Regions from separate parts of the Mus musculus genome. Here regions 1, 2, 4, 5 and 6 are each linked to region 3. Evidence: chromatin contacts called from public Hi-C and promoter capture Hi-C data. All regions are on one chromosome and are shown on one strand. The core of a region is the stretch at or near the end of the contact, and the rest is flanking DNA. Distances in the headings are between cores, read along the strand shown. Region 1 holds the start of Gpd1 (glycerol-3-phosphate dehydrogenase 1 (soluble)). Region 2 holds the start of Fmnl3 (formin-like 3). Region 3 holds the start of Eif4b (eukaryotic translation initiation factor 4B). Region 4 holds the start of Prpf40b (pre-mRNA processing factor 40B). Region 5 holds the start of C1ql4 (complement component 1, q subcomponent-like 4). Region 6 holds the start of Dip2b (disco interacting protein 2 homolog B).

What was found. Promoter capture Hi-C pulls out the DNA fragments that hold promoters and counts their contacts. Hi-C and Micro-C count contacts between places; a contact is called where the count stands out from the background.
Region 1: a contact with region 3 is called in a promoter capture Hi-C map of liver, with 5 times the contacts expected there. The contact joins the promoter of Gpd1 here to the promoter of Eif4b in region 3. A contact is called at or near these places in 2 of 39 promoter capture datasets (both in liver) and 2 of 9 other capture datasets (adipose tissue and liver).
Region 2: a contact with region 3 is called in a promoter capture Hi-C map of hippocampal neurons, with 4 times the contacts expected there. The contact joins the promoter of Fmnl3 here to the promoter of Eif4b in region 3. A contact is called at or near these places in 3 of 39 promoter capture datasets (hippocampal neurons, liver and pre-B cells).
Region 4: a promoter capture Hi-C map of embryonic stem cells shows a contact between it and region 3, with 2.9 times the contacts expected there. The contact joins the promoter of Prpf40b here to the promoter of Eif4b in region 3. A contact is called at or near these places in 4 of 39 promoter capture datasets (embryonic stem cells, liver and pre-B cells).
Region 5: a contact with region 3 is called in a promoter capture Hi-C map of pre-B cells, with 3 times the contacts expected there. The contact joins the promoter of C1ql4 here to the promoter of Eif4b in region 3. A contact is called at or near these places in 1 of 39 promoter capture datasets (pre-B cells) and 1 of 115 datasets of contacts at active chromatin or transcription factors (large pre-B cells).
Region 6: a contact with region 3 is called in a Hi-C map of B cells, with 7 read pairs. The contact joins the promoter of Dip2b here to the promoter of Eif4b in region 3. A contact is called at or near these places in 3 of 39 promoter capture datasets (erythroid cells, hippocampal neurons and pre-B cells) and 1 of 484 Hi-C or Micro-C datasets (B cells).

Annotation. Positions count from the first base shown.
Region 1 is chr15:99,716,253-99,719,698 of GRCm38.p6, forward strand. Gpd1 (glycerol-3-phosphate dehydrogenase 1 (soluble)) reads left to right here and starts at 1,335. Exons shown (of 8, transcript NM_010271.3): 1 at 1,335-1,396; 2 at 1,900-2,077; 3 at 2,882-3,022. The coding sequence starts at 1,356. The region is part of intron 2 of Gm16537 (predicted gene 16537); the gene reads right to left.
Region 2 is chr15:99,369,210-99,372,206 of GRCm38.p6, forward strand. It overlaps Fmnl3 (formin-like 3), which reads right to left and starts at 1,273. Exons shown (of 27, transcript NM_011711.2): 1 at 968-1,273. The coding sequence starts at 1,093.
Region 3 is chr15:102,072,000-102,075,065 of GRCm38.p6, forward strand. Eif4b (eukaryotic translation initiation factor 4B) reads left to right here and starts at 1,774. Exons shown (of 15, transcript NM_145625.3): 1 at 1,774-1,964. The coding sequence starts at 1,952.
Region 4 is chr15:99,293,280-99,296,505 of GRCm38.p6, forward strand. Prpf40b (pre-mRNA processing factor 40B) reads left to right here and starts at 1,959. Exons shown (of 26, transcript NM_001370635.1): 1 at 1,959-2,149. It also overlaps a transcript of Fam186b not described here.
Region 5 is chr15:99,086,331-99,089,389 of GRCm38.p6, forward strand. It overlaps C1ql4 (complement component 1, q subcomponent-like 4), which reads right to left and starts at 1,398. Exons shown (of 2, transcript NM_001024702.1): 1 at 862-1,398. The coding sequence starts at 1,398.
Region 6 is chr15:100,037,130-100,040,295 of GRCm38.p6, forward strand. It overlaps Dip2b (disco interacting protein 2 homolog B), which reads left to right and starts at 1,535. Exons shown (of 38, transcript NM_001159361.2): 1 at 1,535-1,780. The coding sequence starts at 1,681.

The DNA of each region.
Region 1 (3,446 bases), core at 85-2,584, 2.4 Mb before region 3:
CCATGGAGCCCAAACTGCTGGATATGGGCCTGCCTTTCTCCCCCTCCCCCAAAGCTACACACCCACACCGGCATCAGAGACCACAGAGCTGCGGAGACATGGCTACCCTTGAGTTTTAGAGGCTGCTGCTGTAACTGGCTTCTCTGGCCCTGTCTAGAGACTGTAACCAGCTGTTTAATTTAAGGGTCCCTGTGGGATAAGCAGAGCCTGAGAGAAGAAATTGAAGGGAGATCAGGCTTATCCAGGAGCATGTGCTGGCCACCACCTTCTGCCCTTCCTGAAGCCTGGAAGGAGTGTGGGTGGGCCACGTGTCACCAGTGGCCTTTGACCTTCCTTCCCTTTAGAGACCTTCAAACGGAGATTATCTGAGGTGAAGGGGCAACCTGTGGGTCCCTGACCTGCAAGTAACCAAGATGACCTTGTTATTTTTAGTTTTCCAAGACAGGGTTTCTTTATGTAACCCCCCCCCCCCCACTATCTGGGAACTCACTCTGTAGACCAGGCTGGCCTCAAACACACAGAGATTCACCTACCTCTGCCTCCTGAACGCCAGGATTAAAGGTGTGCACCACTATGTCCATTTTCTCCCGAGATATTTTAATCCTTGGTCGGGGTGGGGGTATACACCAAAGCAGCCCCTTACTGTGTATGTGGTATTGTAGTATTATTCCCTAGAAGGTGCTCACATCCCTTGATCCTCTCACCCAGAGCCCGTGGTGGAGCTACCATCATGGGACATCATGGGAGTGGAACAGCTGAGGATCTGGGGGAGGCACATGCTAGCTAGCGAGAGCGATGAGGCGTTTGCCTTTGAAAACATCGCTGTTGCTGACGCTAGTGCTTTTTTCTCTCTCTCTCTGAAACAGACTAGCCTCGAACTCATCGAGACCCTCTTGCCTCTGCTTCCCAAGCGCTGGGGTTAAAGACATGCACCACCATGCCGAGCCCTGTCAGTTGCAGTTTATTTCAGTGCTGGAGACTGAAGGCATAGCTGGGGGGGGGGGGTGTGATAGCTGGGGGGGGGTGTGATAGCTGGGGGGGGGGGGGTGTTACTGTTTCTTGACCAGACTCAATACCAATACGTAGGTGGAGAACTAAGCCGAGGCCAAACGAGGGAAGAAGCTGGCCAGCACTGTCAGCTGGGAACTCGAGAGGAAAAGCTGGCCTGGCCTCAGCCTCAGTCCTGTTCTCCACCTGTCTGTCCCCTTTACTACCCTTTCTGCAGGCCAGACTCCTAGTCCCTGGGTGCCAGCCTCTGGGCCACCTCAGGGGCGGAGCTTGGCTGCACCCACGTGTGGTGGAGTTAAATACTCGGAGCCCACACCCGCCGGGGCAGAGAAGCAGCAAGCAGCACCATGGCTGGCAAGAAAGTCTGCATTGTCGGCTCTGGCAACTGGTGAGTGGTTCTGTGAAGGGCAGGGGGGGAGGGAAGGGCTCTCCGAGGGCTGAGGGGCTCCGCGGAGGGAGGCTGGGTGAGCAGGAAGCGGGCAGAGGGTAGGAAATGCCCTCAGGAGCCAGCTGGACTCCTGCTGCCGTCTCCAGTGCTTACGGTACACAGGACAGTCTGTGCCCAGCCTCCCGGCTGTGCCCGCCTGGGCGCTGCACCTGTTCACCACAGGAAGGTGAGCAGAGTGCTGTTGCCTTCCCTGCCTGAGAAGCTGCCTGCGCGGTGTAGGGAAGGCTAGCCCACCTCCCCAGCAGCAAAGACTGGATAGATTGAATCTTCTATTGCCAGTTGTGGGAGACACATTCATCATAGGGGACCAGGGTGGGAGTAGGGGGGCGGAGTGACGTGAGAGTGAGAGGCAGGAGGTAAAAAAAAATCCAACAAGCTTTATGAGTTCCTCCCCCTCCTCCCTGTCACCCTAGTCCACTTTCCTGTGTTTCCTCTCCCGCCAGGGGCTCAGCCATTGCCAAGATCGTGGGTAGCAATGCAGGCCGGCTGGCACACTTTGACCCACGGGTGACCATGTGGGTGTTTGAGGAAGACATCGGGGGCAGAAAGCTAACTGAGATCATCAACACTCAGCACGAGAATGTTAAATACCTGCCAGGGCACAAGCTGCCCCCCAATGTGGTGAGCTCCAACTCGATGTGAGAAGAGAGAGAGAGCGAGGCAAGGAAAGGGTATACTCAGTCAACACGCAAAAGTGACTTCGAGGTGCCTCCTTCCCAGAGGAGGGGAGGAGGCCACTGTAGGCGCCCGCTGGCTTGGTGGAGCAGCAGGCGGGGTGCTCTAGGCCTGGAGTACCCCTCCCCCATTAAGCCCCTATATTACTCTTTTGGAATCTTTCTGGAATCTGAATGTACCACCCCTTAGAGGTGCTAGGTGGAAAAGAGGGGTCTCCATGGCAACCAAAGGCTGGTTCTCAGGCTCCCGGACTCGGGGTCCAACTTCTCCTGCCTGCCCTGAACTCTAACCCTGTTACTCATTCACTGGTTATTAGCAGATCTGAAGGCTGATCATTGGACTTTTGGTCTTTGGTCAAATCCATATGGCATTCTCCTCACCTAGAAAGGGGGGACAGAGAGTCCGCAGGGAGACTGGGGCTCCCACTGCCAAGTTCGGGCCCCTAAGACGCAGCAGTGATGAAATCTTAGTTGGCCTCTTCCCCCTGCCAGGCCTAGGCTGCCTTTGGCAGTCTTCACTGACCCATAGCCAAGGGCTAAACGTGTGGCAGCGTGGAGGCAGGCGTGTTCTAGGAAGCTTCAGTGCCCCAGGAGAGCTGGGGACAGGGAACACAGAAGTTCTGATAGTTCCTGTTAAAGTCTCAAAAACCCTCCCTCCCCTAACACTGGCTTGGAGATCTTCTGCAAGGGGGTCCCCTTGGGACTAGGAGAGGTCTACCAGGCACACGAGAGCTTCTGCTCTCCTTCACAGGTGGCCATCCCAGACGTGGTCCAGGCTGCAACAGGCGCTGACATCCTGGTTTTTGTGGTACCCCATCAGTTCATTGGCAAGATCTGTGACCAGCTCAAGGGCCACTTGAAGGCCAATACTATTGGCATATCTCTTATTAAGGTACCAGAGACGCTTTGGCATGTTTGGGGGTGAGGTGCAGCTAACTTTTGTGGGGTGTGGGGGTAGATAGAAGAGCACATAAAAGAATATACAGAACAAGACCGACAACCCGGATGGAGATGGGAGGGATTGGCTTTGGAGAGAGTAAAGAAAGCAGTTGGGGCTGGGCGTGGTGGCACACACCTTCAATCCCAGCACTTGGGAGGCAGAGGCAGGCTGATTTCTGAGTTCAAGGCCAGCCTGGTCTACAGAGTGAGTTCCAGGACACCCAGGGCTACACAGAGAAACACTGTCTCGAAAAAACAAAAAAACAAAAAAACCAACCCCCCCCCCCAAAAAAAAAGCAAGCAAGCAAGCAAGCAAGCAAGCAAGCAGTTGGGGCTGAAGTATAGCTTAGTGGCAGAGAGTTTGCCTAGCATGCATG
Region 2 (2,997 bases), core at 23-2,522, 2.7 Mb before region 3:
AATCTCCCTCTTCCAAGGCAGATGAAATCCAATAAGGCTGCTAAGTCTACAACTTATCCCTCCTCACGGGCAAAGTCAGTCCTTCAGACCGTACCAACAATACACCAGAATTATTACTATCTCCTAATAGCTCTTTGGGGGAAGAAGTGAAAGCTATTTCCCCAAGTTTTTCAGATTTATCTGTTAGCGTTATGTTCATTTTTTTTTTAAAGCTTCATGTTGAACATGGTCCAGCTTCCTCTCAGTGATACCTGCTACTAACCTCTCTATTCAGAGTCACTCACATCAACGTCCAAGCCCCAGGGCAAAGGAGAATCAGTTCGTCTTTAGAAACCATCCCTTTTGAAACCACAGAAGGACTACAAAGAACCACAAGCAACGGTACACGAACCAGTCACCAAAGTTTAACATGAAACGAGGGAGGATAAAAAACCAGGCGGGATGGTTTGTGTATTGTTTCAATTGGGGGGAAAAAACTGTCTAGTCAAATGGCTTATCCACATGTTCAGCCTAGGCAAATCCACTATAACTTAGCAGGATGCCTGCAGGCGGTCCTGAAATAAGTAGAATGGCATCGCTTCTTATCCCACCCCCCACCCCCATGGGCAGCCAGCCCCTTCTCCAATCCCCCCTTTTCCTCCCCGAAACATCTGGTCTGAACGCGAGACCCGCTCTCATGAAGGAGGAAAAATGCCTGATTTTGGCTGGGGACCCAACAGCTTCCGAAACCGTCCCACCAGCGAGGTCCCGGGAATGGAATTCCGGCAGCGGACCGGGAAGTCTGAGGGAAGTGGGGAGGGAGGAGTCTGGACCTCGGGCAGGTCCCGGGCTTGGGGACCCCTCCTCCCCGACCCCCGACGGGCCGCTCCGAGCTGCCGGCCGGGCCAGGCGTTGACGGGGCTGCGGGGGTGGGCGGGACCCGGCGGGGGCTGTGGGGGCGGCGGGAAGGCAGCAGCGCCGGTCTCACCAGCACTAGGGCGAATCTCTCTTCCAGCTCGCACGGCTCGGGCATCGGCGTCTTGCCGGGCGGCAGCAGCAGCGGGACGGAGGGCGGCTCGCCCGGGCCACCGTCGGTGCTCTCCAGGTTGCCCATCGCGGCGGGGCCTCCTCCGGGCCTCAGCCCTCCACCTCCTCGCCAGGGCCCTCAGCCGCTCCGACCTGGCTCCTCCCTCAGCGCCCGCTCCCCAGGCCCGATTCCTCCGCCCCTCAGGGGGCGCCTCGCAGTCCGGCGGGCGGCGGCGAAGCGCTCGACGCGCTGAAGCGCGCCTTATTCATGCAGGCCACGCCCACCGCCCACCGCCCCGCCCGCGCCTAACTGACAGCCGCGCCTCCCAATCACAGAGCCTCCCGCCCTCGGCGGCCTCGCGCCTGGCTGCGAGCGCGCCCTGGTGGCCCTTGGTGGGCATCCAATCGCTGTGTTTGTTGGAGGATGTAGCCACAGAGCGCGGACTGCAAAGTTAACTGGGAACACTAGGGAGACCACCATCTGTGACTCAGGTCTGTTCATTCCAGCACTGGAGAGGCTGCGGCTGAAGGACTGCTTGATTGGAGACCAGCCTGAGCTACATAGCAAGACTGTCTCAGAAAAAAAGCAACTTATCGTGAGAGCCATGTATATAACCCCGGAGAAGTCACACCACCACCTTCTGAGCTTTTGTCGACTGGAGGGAGAAATTTGCGCTTGAAAGAATGATTGAAATTAGCCGGGCGTGGTGGCGCACGCCTTTAATCCCAGCACTTGGGAGGCAGAGGCAGGTGGATTTCTGAGTTCGAGGCCAGCCTGGTCTACAAAGTGAGTTCCAGGACAGCCAGGACTATACAGAGAAACCCTGTCTCGAAAAACCAAAAAAAAAAAAAAAAAAAAAAAAGAATGATTGAAATTATTCCTGTGAGGGCTGGAGATGGCTCTGCTGTTAAGAGCAATGGCTGTCCCTCTGGAGGACCTGAGTTCCATTCCAAGCAACTACAGAGCTGCTCACAACTGTCTGTAACTCCCATTTCCAAAGGATCCGCGACACCTTCACACGTGTGATACGTAGGAAAAACACCTAGAAAATGCACGTTTTTAAAAAGGTGATTGCTGTGACCTAATGTCCATTTCGGCCTGGCTCACAGAGGATTTTATTATCCAAGGATGGTATCTCTTTTTCTGGAGCCTTACACAGACTTCTCCAGGTCTCAAGTTCCTGTACAATGCAAACAGTAAACCATACAAACAGCATATCAGAGAACAGAGGTTAGACTGTGGAAGTAAATGCCTTGGATTTGGTAGAAAGCGATCTGTTAGGTCCTTCCGCTGCTCACAGCCCTCCAGCTCTGATGGAACCGAAGACTGCTGGCTCACCACTAGACTCTGCTGCACGCCACACTGTGGCAATGCCTGCTTTCTGGAGAGGTCATGCATGCCCTTCCCTGGACTTGGCTTTAGGAAGGATGGGATTCCATCCAAAAGAGACTCGGGAGGGAGATATATTTGACACAGACATCCAGGGAGGGGAAAGGCTTCTTCCTGACAGACAGAGACAGGTGAAAGAGGCATTTAGAATAAGACCTTATCAACTGGTATGAAAATAGGAGAACAACTCTGCTCTGGCTTGTCATTACTAACAAGGTGATGGGCTTCTGTCATTTCTGTCAGCCTTTATCCCTCTTCTTCTGGTGATAGAGAAGTTCTCTTTTAGAGAACCACTAGATTCTGTTTTTGGCTGAAGTGCAGCTGGACTTTGCTCCTATCAAGGAGCAGGACTTGGCCCAAGACTGCCCAATGTTAGAGACTGTAGGACTAGTCAAGGCTGTAAAGGAAGAGTCAGGAAAGAGGCTCTCTGTTCCTGGAGCTTGAGAATTGTTAACCCATAAACCTACAGCTATTCTTGCTTACCTTGCCATCACGTCAAGCCCAACCTGCCTGAGAATGAAGCTAGTACATGGAGAACAGCTGCGAGGGTAACACAGACTCCAGATGACTGGAAACCAGATCCAACCGCTCAAGTTGTCACC
Region 3 (3,066 bases), core at 524-3,023:
GTCCAGGACAGCCAAAGGTATGAAACAGAGAGACCCTGTCTCTCAAAAAAAAAAAAAAAAGTCTTATTTTGTCCATGTCAGTGTGGCCATGTTTCTCAGCAACTGTTCAGATCTCTCCTCCAGGAAGACGTGTGGCAGCCATATTCTGCATGCATTGCAGTAGACAAAGCCTTCAGGCAAGAAACCCAGCTAGGAAGTTAATACAGTGGTCAGGCTGAAAACCATTGGGGAAAAGCAATAGCAAATTAAAGGAGAGGGACTGGGTAGGTACGGCTATCAAACCTTGACAAATGATCTCGTTGTCTCTTTGTAGCCCAGTCTGATCTTCACTTGTTCTGTAGTCAAAGCTTGCCTTCCACTGATCTTTCTATCTCAATCTACCAAGCACGGTGATTACCACTTTTGTATGTGGTGCTCCATACTGAGCTAAGAAAAGTATTTCTGTCTTCTTGTTTTGTTTTTGTTTGGTTGGCTGGTTTAGGGGTTATTTTGTTTTGTTTAGTTTTGTTTTGAGACAGGGTCTGTGTGTATGTAGCCTTGGCTGACTTGGAACTGGATATGTAGACCAAATTAGCCTCAAACTCTCTATACATAGAGATTTGCCTTTGTCTGCCTTCCAACTGTAGGAATTAGAGATGTGTGCCAGCTGGGCATGGTAATGAATACTGTTAATCCCAGCATTCAGGAGGCAGAGATAGGTGGCTCTCTGAATTTAAAGTCTTGCCTGGTCTACATAATGAGTTCCAGGACAGCCAGTGCTATGTAGAGAGACCCTGTTTCAAAACACCAAATTAAATATAAGTAAATAAATTAATTAAGGGTATGTGCCACCATGCCTGTTTCTGCAAATCATTTTTTAAAGTATATTTATTTTTATTTTATGTGCATTGCTGTTTTGCTGCATGTATGTCTATATGAGGGTGTCAGATCCTTTGGAACTGGAGTTAGAGTTGTGAGCTGCCATGTGGGTGCTAGGAATTCTGGAAGAGTAGTCAGTGCTCTTAACCGCTGAGCCATCTCTCCAACCCCTGTTTTTATTTGTTTGTTTTTTGTTTGTTTTATGGTTTGTATGTTTTAGGGTCATAAAAAAATTTTAGGAGCTGGAATTGTGGCTCAGTGGCTAAGAATGTTCCCTGTTCTTGTAGAGGGGCAGGCCATCTGGAGTTGTACCCAACTGCCTTTTACTCTATTAGCCTACTTACCTGTAATGTTTATCATTTGTAGTATTTTATTCAAGGTAGTTTTAATCCCTTTTTATATCCACAAATGTCTGTTAAACAGTGCCTGGCACGTGGCTGGTGTTCAATAGTTTCACTTTTTGAAATATATATTTTTAAAAAAAATGAAGCATTCGCTGTAAGAAATGTGGCTAGCCACTCGGTGCTGGCCCTTGTCAGTCCATTGGAGGGTTAAATGAGGCAAAAGCCCATGGTTCAAATGTTACCTTCTTAATTGAAACCATTCTACGGAACATTATATTTTCTTTGTCTTTACAAAAAGTGATTTAAAAAGAAACTCAGAATCTTCCCTTCGGAAAAAATCAATTGTGGCACACCCATTCTAGATTCCAAGTCCACTCTGTTCCATAGAATCAGCAAGTGCGACCCCGCCCTTCGCGCCGATCCAGCACCCACAAGTCTGTGCGCCAGGAGACTCCGCCCCGGGCGCAGATCGGACCGGACGGCCGCGCCGGGCCCGACGTAAAGCGAAGGGTTTCGCGACAGCTCAGACTCCACCCCTTCGGCCACATGTCGCGCAGGTCTTCCCGTCGGACGCCGCGCCACCCCCTCGCGCTGCTTTACGAACCCAGCGCGGCGGCGGCGCCCCGCCTTCTGCCTCCGTCCTCGGCTCCCCGCCCCCTCCTGGTTTCACGTCTCCAAGCCCGTCGCGCCCGCTATAATCACGTGACTGCCTCATCCGGGTCCTTTGCGTTCTCTCTCCCTCTCCCAACATGGCGGCCTCAGGTGAGTGAGCGGCCGAGCGTGGCCAAAGACCAGGCTCGGAAACAGCCTCCGGGCTTGGTCCGCTCCTTGCTGGAGGTCGGGGGCAGGAGGCACCGGCTCCTTTCGGACCTGGGGGCAGCGGCAGGCTAGCGGCATGGCCGCTTGAGGTTACCGCCTCGGGATGTCTAGGGGGAGGGGAAGGCCTTCCCCTCCCCCTCACACCCTTTTCACCCCGTTGCGCGAGGTTGGAGTAGGCAGAAATGGTGGACCCTGCCTTCAATTGGAGGAGGCAGCACAGAGAGACGTGCGGGAGGCGCGAGGCTCTCAAAGGCGTGAAGCACCGCGCCCGCGCCAAGGCGCGGGTGGAGGAAGGAGGCGGTTGGCGCGCGGACCGGAACACATTGGGCCGGGTCTCCAAGGCGCGAGGCCGTTGCGGACCCTCGTGGGGGCGGGGGGGTGCAGTTAGAACGCGAGCGCGAGGCTGTGGAGGGGCCGATGAAAGCAGCGGTGCGCGTGCGCGGCACGGGCGACGAGGCGAGGTGGTGGAGAAGGCGCGCCTCAGAAACACGCGCTGCTGGACTCCAGATGGGAAGCCTGGATGGACCTGGCTTTTGCTCGTTTATGACCTTGTACTTTAAGCTTTAGTCGGTTTGGGAGCGTGGCACGGCCGCTGTACTCCCAAGCGAACGCATATTAGGTTTGGCCCCACTATAGTTGGGGGTAGGGAACCCAGGGTGCTCCCACGTGTTAGGTGCTGTAGGGATAGACACCTAGATTTCTCCTGTGCCTTTTTCTTTCCACCTCTTGATTCAACCAACAGTTTTTATTGAGTGCACACTATATGCCAGGCAGAGGTGGGGAAGGAAATCGGGGCGTTGCATTATATAGAACTTCCATTTTTTGGGTAGTTTTAGTGTCAGGATTCAGCTTTTGTCATTTTCCCAGATAACTGGGAAACTTCCAGAAGGTGCTATTAAAATAGTGGCTAGAGGTTCTGCGTGCGTTTGTTTGTTTGGTGGAATGTATATTCCCTGCATTGCAAGTGAGGTTTGTGGAGGTCGTTTCGGGTTTTGTTTTTTTGTTTTGTTTTGTTTTCCAAGTTTTTTGCTTTTTGGGTTTTTTT
Region 4 (3,226 bases), core at 709-3,208, 2.8 Mb before region 3:
AGCATAGTCAAAGGAGAGAACTGGTATTTCACATACTTGTAACAACACAGGTCACACACACACACACACACACACACACACACACACACACACAAAGTGCCCCCCCCCCCCCCCCCAGACAGGGTTTCTCTGTGTAGCCCTGGCTGTCCTGGAACTCACTCTGTAGACCAAGCTGGCCTCGAACTCAGAAATCCACCTGCCTCTTCCTCCCAAGTGCTGGGATTAAAAGCGTGTGCCACCCCTGCCCGGCTCACAAAGTGCTTTTTAAAGGAGAGGCTGGAGAGATGACTCAGTGGGTAAAGACAATTGCCATCAGTCCTGATAACCTGATTAAATCCCCAGGACCCAAATTGTGGAAAGAGAGAAGTGACCCCAGAAAGTTGTCCTCTGGTTCCCACATGGGTGCAGTGAGCACACATGTGTCCCCCTCCGCCCCCCGATAAATAAATAAAATAAAAGCAAGAAAACATAAGGGAAAGAAGAGACTTTAGATTTTTTTTTAAGCTCGGTTTTGGTTTTATTTTGTTTTTGTTGTTTTGTTTTGTTTTGTTTTGTTTTGATACAGGGCTTCTTTGGGCTACACATTTCCCTGTGTATTCCTGGCTGTCCTCGAACTTGCTGTATAGACCAAGTTGGCCTCGAACTCAGAGATTTGCCTGCTTCTGCTTTCCAAATGCTCGATTAAAGGGGTACACCCACTACCACCTGACATACATTAGATTTAAAGTGCATCATGGATTTGTTATTTGAGATCACTTCAAGAAAGACAAATTAGATCTCAGGGGAAAGGGTTTCTTCCCCTCATGTCCGGCTTTTCATGACGTCCTGGGACATCATTTTAAAGATCAGGTCTCTCACTAGTCAGAAAACACAATGTAGGCTAGTTCGGCTAGCCGCTGAGCCCCAGGGATCTGTCTGCCTCTACAACTCAGTGCTGGCTTGAAGAATGAATATAAGAACTTTTAATACAACTATTGATAAAGCCAAATTGTCTATAGACATAAAGAGGTGTTTTCCTGAGTCAGGTTCAGAAACCTACAGAAGGAAACAGGCAACGTCTTGGTCTTTACCCCGGCTTTGGAGGGGTAAAGAGGTGCAATGCCTCCAACCAGGGCCAGCTGTACTAGCCCAAGAACTTGAGCATGCATGCCCATTAAGTAGCTTCGAGTTCCCTTATCTACATAACTGAACGTTTATCTCTCACTGTAGATGTTACAGAGGCAGATTCTGAAAGTAACCCAGCGCTAAGCGAGAGGCACGTACGCACTCATTTAGGGGATTTGTCGGCTTTGCCCGACACATACGGCTGCTGGCACAGGAGTTTAATTAATAGTTCTTGAATTAAGAAATTAAAACTAAAGCCGGGCGTGGTAGCGCACGCCTTTAATCCCAGCACTCGGGAGGCAGAGGCAGGCGGATTTCTGAGTTCGAGGCCAGCCTGGTGAGTTCCAGGACAGCCAGGGCTACACAGAGAAACCATGTCTCGAAAAAAACCAACAACAACAAAAAATTAAAACTAAAGAAAATACGCAGGGAAAAGAGCCGCTCTGTGAACCGCTGTAGTGCCCTCTGCGCGGGAGAAATTAATGGCTCGGTCCGGTCTGGGTGGTGGCCGCGGAGTCGCGGGCAAGAAGGGGGCTGTGAGCCGGGAGAGCCACGCCGCCCTGCGCAGCCAGCGCGCGGTCAGTCCCAGGCCCGCCCAGGCGCGCTCCGCCCCCGGGGGTGGGCCCAGGCGCGCCCCGCCCCAGGGGGCGGTCCCAGGATTCTGCGCACGTGGGGGCGGGGCCTGGCGCTCCGGGCCGGGGGCGGAGCCGGGCCGGGCACACCGGGCCGGTTGGGGGCTCCGCTCCTCGGCGAGAGCAACCGGAGCCCCGGCCACGAAGGGGTGCGACCCCCCCACTGGCCCCGCCCTCCCGGCCGAAGCCCGGCCAATCAGAGCTGTTTTTACTGGCGAGTGGGCCGAGCCGGCCCAGCTGCTCTGAGGCTCTGGCATGGTAACGTCCCCGCGCGGGGGTGGAGAGGCCCGGGGCTGTCTCACAGCGCCCCCTGCGGCCCGGGCTCGAGCCGGGGAGGCGGGAGGGCCGCCGGGGCACCCGGGACCCTGAGGGAGGGCGAGGGGACCGAGGGGTGAGGAAAAGAAGCCCTGTAGGTAGGTGGGGGCGGGGAGTGAGGGTAGAAGGGGCGGGGAGGCCATTATGGTGCATGGCGGGGGGCGGGGGGGCGGGTGCGACCGGGGGCTGAGGGGACGGAGAGCCTAGGCGCTGTGTGAGGAGGAGGAAGGGATGAAGTGAACGGTGGGTCTGTGGAGAAAGGTCGGGGGCGAAGGGAGGGCAGGCGATGGAAACCAGTTGCCAATCCTAGGCTATTTGGCGTGGCCCGTGCCCCTCCCCCAGACCCAGGCTTGTGCCTTTTGGAAGCCCCAGGTGCCCCTTTGGACCTTAGGGGACACCCTTCCTTACCCATCCGTTCTCAAAACCTGTCTCCCGAGGTTAGGAGGGACTTCTGAGGAAAGAGATGCTCCTGGTTTCCACCTCAGAACCGGAGTAGTCCAAGAAACGGAGGAGCAGAGGCCCCTGGGTCCCAACCCTGGCTCTGCCTTCAGACAGACTGTGGTAACTCTGTGTGACCTTGGGCAAGTCACTACCTTTCTCTGGGCCTTGAATTTCCCATTGACTTTTAAAAAGGAAAATGGGCAGTATGATAAACGGACTCTCCATCCGTTGCAGAAGGGGGCGGGATTTGAGGAGGGAATTCAGGCGAAGGGGTTCTAGGATGCGTCAAGCAGGAGGATGTTGGAGTGGAGACCTTCAGCTTGACTGGGGAAAATTTCTCGGGATTTACGGATAAGAGATTTAAAGCTTGCAAGGCTGGGTCCTGGCAGGCCTGGGCCTTGGGAATCCCGTTGGAGAAATGGGAGAACTCTATAAATAGAGGAAGTTGAACCCTGGAAGTTCAAAAACGATGAGAACCAGAAGTAACAACATTCTGTTTCTTCGGGAGAGTGAAGAGGTGATGGAGGATCAGAAGCAAAATGTTGTATTCTAGAAAGATCTCTAGGCTCTTTGTGGGGAGCAGAAGAAATGCTAGGGCTTACACACCAGAGTAGAGGCTAGGAAGTAGGTGGGGGAGGGGCTGGACCTATTTGGGCTCTGCAGGTCAGTGGAGACAACAGGGTGCTAGAGCTCAGCTGTTCTTTGCAGCGCTCTGCATTGAACCTAGGGCCTTG
Region 5 (3,059 bases), core at 148-2,647, 3.0 Mb before region 3:
GTGGGTCTTTGGGGGTGCTATCCCCTCAAATCTTAGGTGGCAATGCTTTTTGACTCCCCACTGGGGCAACACCTAGAGGAATCTGAGAGGTTCCCAGGGTGGGCTTAGGCCCCAAAGACCAGGCCTCCCTTCTTCCTGTCCATTGTCTCCTAGCTTTTCCAAATCCAATCTGGTTTACCCCACCACTTATATAGCCCCTGGAGCCAGAGACCCTTGTCCACATCTGCCTACACAATCAGTATTAACTGGGAGGAAAGCTTGGTCTAGGTTTGGCTCCAGGTCCTGGGGATAAACAAATAAGATCTAGTAGAGAGGCCAGTTAGTGTTTTCTCCCCTCCACCCCCTTTCACTTCTCTTTGAAAATTCAAGCTGAATGACTTCCCCTGGGGGGAGACTGCCACTACCCAAAACAAGAGATCCCATTCCATTCCCTGAAACCAGGTTCTCTAATAGCTTGTTCCATGCCAGGGCCAGGAAACCCACTGACTGGGAAGACCACCCCAATAGAGAGGGCAGCTCAAGGAAGAAAGAAAGAAGAAGCTATGGGCTGGGGAAGGTGCCACGGACATTTGATTTGGCAGGCTACAGTCGGAGGTTGGAGCGTGGAGGTTGGGGCCTTTGAGTCCTGAGTTCTAGCTCTGACCTCAGCCTACTGTCCTGTCAGGTGATTTTCTTTTCCAGACGCCCCCCCCCCCAATTCCTCCTCTTTGACTAAATTGAGTGACATTAGAAGTTTGGTAACCTTGCCAGTCTTGGATACCCTGATAGTGTTTCAGGGGAGAAGCTGGATTGTGAGCTGAGCGCGGGGAGTTTTAGGAAGTCATTAGCAGGATCTGGGGCTAAGTAGAGGGGCAACCTCACCTGTCCGTTCTTCATCAGATCGGCCCACATGCTGGTACCGTCACCGCCTCGCATGAGCACATGGTAAGCGAAGAAATAGACTCCTGGCATGGGGCAGGTGAACTTGCCGCTGGCTGCCTCGTAAGCGTTGCCCACGTTGGTCACCACGTCGTCAAAGCGCAACACTTCATAACCCTCGTGAGGCCGCCTTAGACCCGCGTAGAAGGCAATTCGGGGTACATAGCCGGCAGGGGGCGCTGCCCCTCCAGGGCCTGGGCCAGGAGGACCTGGGGGTCCTGGCCTGCCTGGCTCTCCAGGGGGCCCTCTGGGACCTGGGGGTCCTGGTGGCCCCCGCAGGCCTGCCTTCCCTCGCCGCCCCACCTCTCCCTTGGCACCTGGAGGTAAGGAAGGCACCGAGGCGGGCGCGCCGTCGGGGCCTTGGCCTCGGGATGCGTGGGGGTCACACACCATGCGACAGCGACCTAGCATCTCATAGTGTGTTGGTCCGCGAGAGCTGTGCACCAGTAGCGGGATGGCTACCAGCAGCAGCAGCACCATGGCCACCCCGACGGCTGCGCCCGCCACCCGCTTGCGGCGGCTCAGCCGTGACGCGGCCAGGGCCAGCAAATCCTCCTCACTTTTGGGCGCAATGGTGGCGGGGGCCCGGGGCTCTCCGCGGGCTCGGGCCCCGGTCTGGATCTCCCGACGGCTGTGCCGGACCACCTTGCCGCGGCGAATTCCTTCTGTGACAGCAGTGCTGTTCCCCAAACCGCCTGTCAGGGTGGCGATCTCCCCGTGAGCTGGGCCAAGGACAGCCCTTGAGGGTTCAGAACCTACAGTCTGATATTACCCTCGGGTGCAGTTCTAATGATTCAGGGCGCCTGAAACCTGCAGCTTCTTGGACGGCTGGTTTCTCACAGGTCTAAGATGCCACCTCTCCAGACAGTTGCTTTCTTGCGGACAGCTGTGCCTGGTCCCGGGCTCCCCTCGCTGATTTCTCCCGGCTAGACCGGGGACCTCTCCCCGCTCTCCCGACGTCCCAGGCTCTGAGCTGGCGCGGGAGGTGAGGTGGGGGGCTCTCTCTGGACGCGACCTCGTCAGAGATTTTGCACTCTAGCTCGTGGAAAGCACTACCTGCCTCCTACGGCCGCGGTGGCCGCAGCCCTCATCAGAGCCCTAGCCAGGCGTCCCTCTCCAGCAAGCGCTCTCCCTCTCTGCGTCCCTAACCTTCCTCCCTGGCAGCAGTGCGGGTGGTGTGAGTCGCTGCGCGGCAGGAGCCACTATAAGCGGCCGCAGGCGGAGCGACCCCTGGCGCCCAGAGCGGGAAGCACGGGGGCGGGGCAGGCCGCGCCATCTCCCCCCACCTCTCCGCCGAGCCCCGGGCCTCCAGGTTCCCTGCCTGCTCCCAGGGCTCTGCAGCGATTCTCAGCCCTCACCGTATGTATCCTCACTTTCACCCTGTAGCTGGAGTTTGGTATTCTCAGCGCTTAAAGGAAGATAAACACAGTGATGGGGTAAACAGGGGTCAGGCTACAATATACGTATAAAACCTCAGAGGGGGAATGCAGAGCTAAACAAGGGGCAAGGGGGACTCATATATAACAAACAGAAAACAGAAATAAATAGCAATTCGCCATCACACGTCCCTCGGTGCCCCCAACCAAATACAGAACATGGCAAAGGGCTCAATCGGTACTTGTTGACCAGTCTGGGAAAAGGCAAATCTGTCATTCCCACCCTGGCCTCTATGAATTTGGGGGGGGGGGTGTCTCATAGCACATAGCAGCAGAAGCAGCAGAGAGAAATGAAAGGAGAGAGAGAGAGAGAGAGAGAGAGAGAAACTAGGGAATGAGCAGGAAACGGACAGCCGAGAAATCAGAGACAGAAACAGAGACAGAGAGACAAAGCTTCGAAAAGAGACTGACAGACGGCCCCAGAGCGGGAGAGGGAGAGACAGAGACAGAGAGAGAGAGAAGGGAGCCCAGACAGGTTGACAGATCGAGAGAGAAATGTAAATGGCGCGCTGCAGAGAGACACCCAGGTCCGTGTTCGGACTCCAATGTGACATATCAACTGTGAAGAAGACGCGGGGGCGGGGCAGCTCTGCAAGCGGAGCGGTAGGCTATGGGTCTGTGTTTTGTGACAGTGCTGGATACTGGGTGTGTGGTGGGATGGGCCATACGATCCTGGCCTTGCTGTCCCTGGGTGAGTAGGACTGT
Region 6 (3,166 bases), core at 285-2,784, 2.0 Mb before region 3:
CCTTGGAAAGAAAGAGACACTAGGATCCCCTCAGGCTGTGTGTGCCACCCCCCCCCCCCCCATGCACACAGTGGGGAAAAAAATCATAAATCAGTTGTCTCCCTGTGACAAAATTTCAATACTAAACACAAAAGTTACAATGTAAAATAAAGATCTTAATAGTTTTTGGTAAGAATACAGGAATGTAAAATTTGAAATGTAAATAAAGAAAATAATAATAATAAAAGAGGGGAAAAAGAATACAGGGATTTTTTTTTTTTGGCCTTCCTTATATATACTAAACTAGAATGAGTACTTTTGGACTACATATAGGTTACATACTGAGGTGGCTAAAAAAAAAAAAAAAAAAGCTATCCCCAACTCCCCATCAAGCTAGGGCACGTCTTTGATTCCAACACTCAGCAAGGAGGCAGATGAAAGTGGATCTTTGTCCTTTGTCGGTTGAGTAGAGAGTTCCAGGTCAGGCAAGACTGCATAAAGAGATGTCTTTCTTTCTTTCTTTCTTTCTTCTTCTTCTTCTTCTTCTTCTTCTTCTTCTTCTTCTTCTTCTTCTTCTTCTTCTTCTTCTTCTTCTTCTTCTTCTTCCTCCTCCTCCTCCTCCTCCTCCTCCTCCTCTTCTTCCCCTTCCCCTTCCTCTTCCCCTTCCTCTTCCTCTTCCTCTTCCTCTCCTCCCCCTCCCCTCTCCGTTCCTCGCTCCTCCAGACAGGGTCTTAACTGTGTAGCCCTGGCTGAATAGGAATTCACTATGTAGACCAGGCTGGCCTCAAACTCAGAGATTAGCCTGCTTCTGCCTCTTGTGTGCTGGGATAAAAGGCGTGCACCATTATACCGAATGCGGTGTATGTAGCCGTGTGTGTAGAGGTCTGCAGAGGTCCTCAAGCTGGCATTAGACGCCCAGTGCTGAGAACTGAGCTTAGGCCTTCTGCAGAAGCAGCCAGCGATTGTAACAATGAAACCATGTCCCCAACCCCTATTCCCACAGAAGTTCTTTTTATAAGTCTTTAGGAGTCAAGGCAAGATGAAGCAAGTTCGACTGTGATCTTTTTTCTTGTGTTTTGAGACAGGTCTCATGTAGCCCAGGCTGGCTCTCACTGAGGAGAGAATGACCTTGAACTTCAGATCCTCCGGTTTCCACCTCCTGAGTGCTGGGATTACAAGAAGCACCGAAAAAGAAATCAAAGAGTTGTTGGCAGGCATAATCCAGAATCTGGGGTAGATGAAGGATGTGGCCTGTAGGCAGGTCCATCAGGGAAAATGGGGGAAAAGACATGACAGATGCATGCTCTCCCGAGTGAGAGGGACTGGAAGAAGTAAGGGCAACGTCCCGGAGTCCTCTTGCTTGAGAGTTTGTGGAAGGTAGGCGTCATATGCAGCAGGTGCCGCATCTTCCCAAGGAGAGCAGAGCAGGCGACGGCAGCCTGCGCTCTCCAAGATCCGCGGTAGAGGGCGCTGTAGCCACGCCCGTCCTGCGTCTCCGGGGCGGGACGAGCTCCAGGCCGGGGGGCGGGGCCGCACGCTCACGTGACCCTCGCTCATGGCGGCGGCGGCGGCGGCGGCAGCGGCAGCGCCGGCGGCTCTCGGCGGCTGGAGCCGGATCCTGTAGCCGGGGTGTGGGCCCGCGTCAGTCCGTCCCTCCTTCGGCCCCCTCTCGTCTTCCGGAGTGTGGCTGGCGCAGCCGCGATGGCGGAGCGAGGCCTGGAGCCGTCGCCGGCCGCGGTGGCCGCGCTGCCCCCCGAGGTGCGGGCGCAGCTGGCTGAGCTGGAGCTGGAGCTGTCTGAGGGTAGGCGAGCGCGCGGCGGGCCGGGCGAGCGGGCGAGCGGGCGGCGGCCTGTGGGCGGCTGGGCTGGCGGGGCTCGCCGCTCCCCACCCGCGAAGCGCGGCTGGGCTTTCATTGTTGTCCCTGGGGGGCCCCGCAGGACCCGGGGACGGGTCAGCTGGAGACAAAGCTGCGCCCTCCGGCTGACACCTTGCCCCTCTGCTGCCTTGCTCCCGAAGGGCCGCTCGCCTGTCCCCTCGCTCCGGCTTCAGAACGAGGCGCAGGGGGACGCCGCAGCTGCACGTCTTCCTGCTTCTCTAACAATGCGAGGTGCCTCACCAGTGACAGGCGTGAGAAAGGAGCGGGGGAGCCATTGAGGGTCCGAGGGAGGTCGGAAGCGGTGGCGCTAACCCAGAGACCCCCCGATCCGCTGCCTCTAGACCGCCTCTGTCCTTGGGAGCAGCAGGCTTTTCTTGCCACCTGCATTCAGTCTAGGTTTTCCTATCTGGTCACCTTTTGGAGTCTTTGTAGAGGTGGCTACCGGGTACATGCAAATCCTGGCCGGCACCCTCTTTCTTTTGACAATGGATTGGTACAGGGAGGGTTGGGTTTGTGTAGATAATTTCAAACATGGACTAAATCTGGGCTCTGTTACAAGAGAAGTGCCTTGGATAACAATGAGGACCTCAATGCCGGCTGTGGGCATGTGGTCAGGCGAATGTGCTGTGGAGATCAGCTTCTCTGTAAAGTTCCTGTTTTTATCGCAGGCGGCCTCTGAACAAAAGCAGCATTTTCTCCGCGCTTGGTTTCCGTACACTTCGCTGATGTCTCCAGAGTTGCATATTGTTGAATTCCTTGCCAAAGACCCTCCCCAGTATTTTTCAAGTTCACTAAAAACTGTTGATTGGAAAAGAGTAAGGAATGTGATCAAGTTCCCAGGAGCGTTCTAGTTCCGACTTTTTGTTAACTTGTCACGACACTGGGCTTTTTCAAACCTTTTTGAGAATCACTTATAGTGAAAAGCCAGAAGTGCGTTTGAGTGTCACAGATCTTACTCGATTGAAGGAAATAATTAATTTTAATAACCCTTTAAGGCTTTCCCAATGTGTAGGGTGGTGATCTTTTCACCTGCATGCAATTATCAACATATTACTTTTCAATTAATCAGTGGGGAAGCGTTTAGGAAGATAGGAAACCTTTGGGTTGCTTGCCCGGTGATACCTTTGGTTACAATATTTACCAGATTTAAAAAAAAAAAAACATTTGAAGTAGTTTATTAAAATATATTTCCCTTAAGGTTTTGTTTTTTTCTTGTCATCTTCTTGTGAAAGTGTTGCCACCGAGTGTGACGAATTCCATTCAGATCTTTTAAAACAGTTCTGTATTTACTTTCAGTAACAAATCAGCTAT